Regions from separate parts of the Rattus norvegicus genome. Here region 1 is linked to region 2. Evidence: chromatin contacts called from public Hi-C data. All regions are on one chromosome and are shown on one strand. The core of a region is the stretch at or near the end of the contact, and the rest is flanking DNA. Distances in the headings are between cores, read along the strand shown. Region 1 has its middle 82 kb from the start of F3. Region 2 has its middle 24 kb from the start of Slc44a3.

What was found. A called contact is a pair of places that touch in the nucleus more often than the background predicts.
Region 1: a Hi-C map of liver shows a contact between it and region 2, with 2.9 times the contacts expected there. The contact joins two enhancer-like sites. A contact is called at or near these places in 2 of 12 Hi-C or Micro-C datasets (both in liver).

Annotation. Positions count from the first base shown.
Region 1 is chr2:212,427,698-212,431,995 of GRCr8, forward strand. No RefSeq gene overlaps it. Among named protein-coding and RNA genes, the nearest start is that of F3, 82 kb to the right of the region's middle. Within about 2 kb of position 1,989, at least 7 of the 93 cell types and tissues checked have an H3K27ac peak or open chromatin away from gene starts, as enhancers often do. A contact at or near this core is called in liver, where this site is marked.
Region 2 is chr2:212,334,268-212,338,351 of GRCr8, forward strand. No RefSeq gene overlaps it. Among named protein-coding and RNA genes, the nearest start is that of Slc44a3, 24 kb to the left of the region's middle. Within about 2 kb of position 1,839, at least 28 of the 93 cell types and tissues checked have an H3K27ac peak or open chromatin away from gene starts, as enhancers often do. A contact at or near this core is called in liver, where this site is marked.

The DNA of each region.
Region 1 (4,298 bases), core at 739-3,238, 94 kb after region 2:
ATCTCTTCATTTGTAAGATAATGTCCAGAATTATGAAGATGGCTCCACATAGGTCCTTCCTGGATGACCTCTTGGCCTTACTCTGCCACCTCTCTGTTTGAGCCCTTCGGCCATCTTCGCTTCTTCCCGGAAGAGGTATCTCCTCCATTCTAGACTGAAGAAGGCCTTCGTCCCGGTTTCTGTCAGGCACTCACACCCTTAGCAATTTTGCAATTCCTGAAGGGCTTATATAATCACAGTAAAGTGATTGATTGTATACACCAGTGGCTATTTACTCTCCAGTCCTGAGCGTCTGCTCCGGGAGGGCAGAGATCACTGTCTTAACCCCAGGAGCTCAGCACTGCATCCTGCATATGCAATAAGTACACAGTAAATAAAGAAATGGGGTCATGGCAGGGCAGACTGTCTGGACAACCGCACATTGAATGTGGGGGAGGGCAGCCAAAGGGTGCAGCCTGGGTGGCTTGTGAGAACAGCCAGAGGACAGGCTGGCAGGCCAACTCAGCAGGGAGGCTGAGGCATGGTGCATTTCACAGAAAGACCTCAGACAGCCCTGCAGCTGGGCTCTCCAGTGTCAAGTGAGGAAGAAAGCTACAGTGATTGATTGGCTTTTGGTTCTGTATTTTTCCGAGTGATTAGAAGGAAAGCAGTTAGAAGAAAATACAGGGTTCTATAGCTAAGGCAGTAAAGAAGTATTCCCTGACACTTTCCAAAATCCACTTCTGAAAAAGTAAAAGGCAGGAGTGGCGTTGTGCATTTGTAATCCCAGCTCTGGGAGGCAGAGGCAGGCAAGGCACCTGGGCATCTTGTCCAGCCAGCCTAGCCTAACCTAGTCACCACTGAGGGACACTGTGGAGGAGTAACAGGCAATGTTGTCCTCTAGCCTGTACATGTATATGCACATACCTGCATGTGAACCTGTAAAACACACACACACATACACACACACACACAGACACACACAGACACAGATACACATACACACAGACACATACACACACAGAGAGACACACACAGACACATACACACACAGAGACACACAGACACACAGACACACACAGAGATACACACACATACATACACACACAGAGAGACACAGACACAGTCACAGTACACACAGACACACACAGACACAGATACACACAGAGACACACACACAGACACAGATACACACACAGACACAGATACACACAGACACACACACAGACACAGATACACACACAGACACAGATACACACAAACACACAGACATAGATGCACATAGACACACACACAGACACACACAGAGATACACACACACACACACACACACACACACACACACACACACACACAGAAAACATACCATTTGGTCCCTAAGTTCTGGGAAATCCTCATGAAGCACATTGGAGAGGCTGAACTCAACCTTCATACTGCACAGCCCAGAGGCCCCTTGTCTCCTGGGACCTTTAGGGGATTTGTAGCTCCTCTGGAGGGTTTCTGATGGTTATGGAGTCAGCGAGATGTGGCTTCATAGCTCTGTTTCTTACTAACTGAGAGAACACAAGCAAATGGCCTAAGCTTCAATACTGTCTCCAGTAACGGTTTAGTTACTGAGTTAGTAGAGATGTTAACTGACCCTAAGTACAGGCTTGCTGAGCATTTGAATGAAGAATAGCTAGAGTTACTGGTGGCTTGCCGTTGATCCCGTGTATGTTGAGCTTTGTTTTTGGTCAAATAAGTAAATCATTGTGAAGACGGTGTTTCAGTGGACAGGAAGCGTGTTTCTTACATAACGCAAAGATCTAGCTTGCAAAAGAGTCCCTCTTCGAGTTCAATGTAACTGTGGTGCTGATTCAGAATCTTTATGGCTGTGATTACCCCCTGTAATTACTCCTGCTTTCCTCAGTGGGAAGGGAGCTGTCCCCCATTCTGCTACCCACAGGAGCGACCGCCCTCAGGTGTAAAGTCCAATCACCAGGTGCACTCACACAGAGGTGCATTCCTGAGCCCTGAGCGTGGGGCCGGTGTTTGTCCTCTCCTTATAAGGAATGAGTTATCGGCAGCCTTGCAGGAAGGGTCACGGCTGTTTCTCTTCTCAAGTGGCTGAAATCATCATTCTCCTCAGAGGGGTGGGGTAGTGATTAAGTAGGCTATCCATGCCAGCGTTGCTGTCCAAGTATGAGGATGTTTACAGACCTTGCGACAGAAGTGGAGATTTTGTCTGATCCCAGGGACTCCCAGAAGACACTCTCAAGAATCCCCTACCACCATCCATCCAATAGCGGAAGATCAGCCAGAAAAGCCATGTCACCAGCTTGTGGCCGTAAGAGTTGGCCTCATAGGATGAGCTGGAGTCATGACATCTCCGAGGACTGAGGGCTATGCCTAGTTTCTGGCCACATCCCCTGTATCTTAAAGGGAACAGATCATGCCACATGTTTTCACTGCGAGGATGCCCTACCTCCCTACTACCCAGAAGCCCCAGTCATGAGAACCCTCTGTGAATGTGAGCTAAAATAGAGCCTGTCTCTTGTATGGTGTTTACGTCAGCGTTTTGTCCCGGAGATGAGAATGATAATTAACACGGTCCTTCTCTCCTTCTTTGACATTCATTCTTAGTTGCTGCAGAAGCAAAGAAAGACAACAGGCCCGGGGACACAGCGATGAATCCTGGCTTTGAACAGGGAGTGTCTCTCAAAACCTCCTATCCTGGGTCCCGGTGCAACCATACTGAAAAGTGGTAGGCATTCGGGAAGTGGGGCTCAGAGGATTAGAACTCGAGGAAGTAGAGTATCTTCTACAAGGGTGATTTGCTACAGAGAGGCGAGTGTGGGCCCCACCTGAACTCTCTCTCACTGCTTCTCTCATGGCTTGATCATCTCTGCCTGTACTACTACTGCTGCTCCCACACACTCTTCTAAACCAAGACGCCACTTACCATGCTGTGACTTAGCCAGAAGACCCTTCCCAGAGGCAAACACATAGAACTGCTTGATCTAGGATTTCCAGTCTTCCAAACTCCGAGCTAAATGGACCCCCTTCACTTCTAAAGACATTCAGCATCAGGCATCTTGTCACAGCAGAAAAAAAAAAAAGACTACGTCATCTTCAAATCTTTGCTTTTCACCCCTGCAGGTGCAAGCTAAATCAGGACAACTTGTCTGATTAGCAAGTTGGTGACATTGCTCATGTTGGTACATGGATAGCATTTATAGCAACGGGTACTCTAATTCTCTGCCTTTCTTCTGGTTCTTTGAGATCTGAGGAGGGATAGAAACACCACTGTGCACAGAGGAATGCTCCAAGGGGACCTTGTACTGGTGTCCGAGTAGAACCCAGCTGGGAGCTGAGGGGTACTCAAGGCTGCTGGTACCAGGGCTGGACCGATGCGCTGTGCATCTCTTGAGACACTGGCGTCTGAGATTATAGCATCTGAGACCCCACTGTCAAAAGTTAGATCTTCTGTAGTAGCATTGAGATCATCCCACTGACGTTCCTAGAATAAAACCAAACCAAACCAAACCAGATTTCTACCCTAAGTAATGAGGATAGGATAGAGTTTAAGAAGTTTTTAGAATACTTCTTTACACAAATAGAACAGTTGGACAAGCTGTGAAATGTCCACATGCTCTGTGTGTGTAACCACTTATTCAAAACCTCTCTGGACTACACTATTTCCAGGAAAGTGTCTCTTCTAAGAAATGTGGACTTTGTAAGAAACTACAGCTATTTTTGTCTTTAAAGAGCTACATAATGCACTCACTAGCAAAACTAAGAAGCTCACATTTAAATGGAAATCCCTCATGGGTAGTATGGCCTTCAAGGAGTGCGAACATGGATTCTGAATTGGATGGGGTTTCTATCGTTATTTGTGATATTATGGAAGGGTTGCTGGATCTTAACTCATGGACATATGTATTATATAAGAAGCAAGACATGGTTTACTACATGTTACCACAGTAAACAGTCATTATTGACATGCGTGCCTGTGTTACTAGAGAGTGAACGTAGGGCACTGCACGTGCTGGTTAAGTGCTCTACCACTAAACTAGATTTTTAGTCTTCAAAAATTCTTTGTTTTATTTTTATTTGTGTGTGTGTGTGTGTGTGTGTGTGTGTGTGTGTGTGTTCCCCATTGTGTGTGTCTGAAGACAACTTTGAGTGTTTGTCCTCTCCTTCCTCCCTGTTTGTGACAGACTATCTTGCTTGCACATCGTGCACCAGGCAAGCTTGATCGGGTGCTGCCAAGGATTCTTCTTTCTCTACCAGCCTCTTGCTAAGGAAGCACTGGGGTTACAGATGTGTGCTATTTCATC
Region 2 (4,084 bases), core at 589-3,088:
TATAGGTCATGATTTTGGTGTCATGGCTAACAAATGTTTACATAACCCAAGGTGGTGGCATCTGTTTTTTTCTAGAACGTTTATAGTCTTATGATTTAAATTTTGATTATTATTCATCTTGAATCGTGGAGCTGGAGAGATGGCCTAGCGGTTAAGAGCACTGGCTGCTCTTGCAGAAGACCCAGGTTCAGCTCTCGGCACCCACCTACCTGTAATTCTAGTTCCAGAGGATCCAGTGCTCTCCTCTGATGTCCACAGGGAGCACTTATTCATATGGTATACACGTGTGCATGTAAGCAAAACACATGAAATACATGAAGAAAGAATAAACAAATCTGTCCTCCATTTTGAATTGTATGTGGGGTGAGGCGAGGGCCTCCTCCTCCTCCTCCCCTTCCTCCTCCCCTTCCTCCTCCCCTTCTTCCTCCTCCTCTTTCTCCTCTTCCTCCTCCTCTTCCTCTTCCCCTTCCTCCTCCACCTTCCTCCTCCCCTTCTCCCTCCCCCTTCCTCCTCCTCTTCCTCCTCCCCTTCCTCCTCCTATTCCTCCTCCTCCCCCTTCCTCCTCCTCTTCCTCCTCCTCTTCCACCTCCTCTTCCTCCTCCTCTTTCTCCTCCCCTTCCTCCTCCTCCTCTTCTTCCTCCTATTCCTCTTCCTCCTCCTCCTTGTCTTTTATGGTTGAGACAAAAGCATTGCTGGCTCAGGAGTCGCATACCACAGTGGTATCGGGGCACATGCTGCCACATCTTGAAGCTCAGCTACCCTGGAGCCATAACCTGACTAAGGTTATTATGATCCACTGTCACTCTCTACGCTGTCTGTTCTCCGAATCTGCTAAATAAGCAAGCTGAAGATGAGGCAGGAATGAGGCAGGACCAGCATTCTTCTGACCTTCCACAGTGGTATTGCTCTCTGCAGAGCCCCTAGGGATGCGGTATTGCCTCTTCCTGCAGGGAGGTTACAAGTTCAAGGCTTGCCTGGGCTGCAGAGTGAATTCAAGGTCATCCTGGAAAGTGCAATGAGACCCTTGTTCACTTCCAAACAGAAGGTTTAAAAGGACTGGAGTGCAGGGGTACAAAGCTTGTCTGGCATGCAGGAGACAGAGGTAACAGTCCCCATTATTGAAACAAAAGAGGAAAGGAAACATAGTTCCGACATCAGAGCTACCTTTCCTCCATGGTGCATGTCTTTGCAGACCCTCTACCTGGAACCTTTCCTCAGCAAACCACAGCACTAAATGCAGAATCTCTGCTTTGCAGACCACGACAACCAATTGGGCCTCATCTAACTTCATCTATATTCGTTCTTCTTCCAGTTCAGTGTGTTTAACTTATTCTTTCATATATTACATCCCCGACCTCAGTTTTTCTCCTACCTCTCCTCCCAATCTCCCCTCTACCTCTTCCCCCACCCCATATTCTTAATGTCCATTCCCAAACATAGTCCCTAGACTTCTGTCCTTATAGATTGGAATCTAAGTATATGTACCTTTTCTTGGGATGTAAGTACACCTTCTTATCGATCTCACTTTGTACCTCTTCTTTGGGACTTGAACTTGGGAATTTAGAAGCAATGAGGACCAGGCAGTGGGCCTTGAGATCACAAGTGTCTGGCCAGGTTCATTCAGGAAGGTTCATTACAGTTTCCTCAGGCGGGGGCAGTCACAAGCTCTCCACGTGGGAGTGAGAGGAAAGGCTGCTTTTACTGGCAAAGAGTGCTCATTTAGTCCCTGTTTTATTTGTCTAGGAGGAAATTCCAGCTCAGTCATTTGAAGGACTCTGTCTTGACCGGGAGATGTCGGTACTAAGTCATGGAGAGTCTCGTTGAGTTCTGAGTTGTCTTTAAGTACTGCCTAGTTAGCTGTTGGCCTAGGCAGCTGGCTGGGCTCTCTGTATTCCCTTCAGGTCTAAGTTCTGGTCCCAGCAATCCTTGGCGAGCATGGAGCCAGTGTCTGGAAGTGCATTTTTAACTTACTGCTCTTCCTGCCCCATGCCTCTGGTCTCTATTGTTCTGGTAAGGAGTCTGCTCTCCACTTTACCAAAGCTCTGGATAAGAAAGACGAAGCTTGGTTTCTTGATTGAAATAAGGGGTTGGAGAAAATGCAGGGAACGTTAGCACAGTTACAAGTTTCAGCCCCAAATTACACCGGCGATGAGATGATTACATCCCCGGAATGCCCTTTCCCCAAATGTATAAATAAATACACAGCTGCATCTACAATTCCCCAGAGCCAGGCATTATTCCCCCACCCCCACCCCTGCATCTCCTTGCCAGTCGTGGAGGCGAAGGCTTATGTTTGGAAGGTCGTAAGTATTACAGTCTGTGTGACTTTCCGCTTCTGGTACTAAACCTCATGTGTGACTTGTGGAGATGGCTGGCACCCAAAAGAAACAGGGACTTTGTGGCGAAAAGCTGCATGGGAGGCTTGCTGGCACTGCCTCAGCTGCTGGGCCACCTCAGCCAGGCTGCCAAGCGACTGTGGATTGTCCTGAGATTTTTGGGAAGGCTGGCCCAGGTTTCTAAGAAGAATTCTTTCCCACCATTTCCCTTGCTGGGCTCTTAGCAATTCTGCCCTTTCCACCAGCAGTCAGACACGTTAGATGACTGAAGGGTGCACTCGGCCTGGTGTCCCCCACATCAGAGAGGCAGCAGTGAGTCTGTGAGGGTCCCACACTCTCTGTCCTTGGAAGGAGCTTCCTATCAGCCCCTCGCCCCTGGCTAGGTTTGCTGAGCCCAGAAGAAAGAAGAAAGCGATTCTCTGCAGGCTACTAGAAAATGAAGCGGGAGGAGCCGCAGCCCAACCTCACCCTGCTGGGTCCTCCTAGCCTTTCTTTGATGTAGGAATGTCTGCTTGGAATGTCTAGCCTATTCTGTCCTGATGAAATCCTACTTAAACTCTGAAGCTCCGTGAAGAGACCACATTTTCTAGGAATTGACTCACCCTGGTTCCTATAGCTTTGTGGTCCTATCTTATCAAAACATATCAGAGTGAGTTGTTTATCTGCCTGAGTGCAAGACAAAATCCTTTAGCCCTTAGGGTGGTGTCTGAACACAGAGACAGCAGGGACATCTTGATACACTACTACTGATTAGCTAGTTAGCAAGTACCAGGCACAGGGCTGGGACTCATTGTTTGTGACATTGCTGAATCCCCGTGACATTTTTACAGGAAACTACTGGTCTCATCTAGTTGGGTGAGGTATATTGAGCTTTATAACCTGTTTGAAGTCTCATGGGTAGTAGGTGGAACTAAGATTCGAACCCACATTGTACAACATTTAAAAGAACACCACTTAATCAAAGGTATAGCATTTTAAGAAGACGTTTGAACAGAAGACCGAATCATTCTGTTGATGCACGGGCACACTCTCCCTTCCCACTGAGCCCGGCGGGGCTGCTCCCCATTTCAGTGAACTCTGAGTTCCGCAGGGGCTGCACTGATTTGTGCTCACCAGCAGTGTAAGCAGATTCGTCCCCACCCCCACGCTTCACTAACACTTCTGCTTGTATTAATTATTAATCATTAACTAATTAAACGCTAACCATTCTGAAATATGGTTTTGACTTGTATCTCCCTCATGGCTAAGCATTTTCCCCCCATCCATTTATTCCCTAATTACTTCAGACCAACACACCTTTATCGAGTAGCTACTACGGCAAGATACAGAGGTTAGCACAACATGACTCGAGTCACATTGAAATTTGCCCTTGCATTAAAGCACATCCCTGTGACCAAGAGAGGTAAGGGTGTTGGGGCTTCAGGAAGCCTCAGAGAAAAGAGATTTTGATGGGCACAACACAACAGTGGTGGCTATGAAGCTAATATGTGAATGGCTTGTAGTTATTTTTAGAAATTCCCTGGGTGGGAAGCATGATCTTAAATATACATATTCAATATTTAATGTATATATAAATATATACCTATATGCATTAATTATATATACTATACATACTATTTAAAATATAGTACCTCTATATTAAAATATATTTATATAAATTATATAGTGTATATAATTATATATTTATAATTTATAATTGTTAAATATTATAAATTCATATAAATGTATGAATATTACATTTATATTTT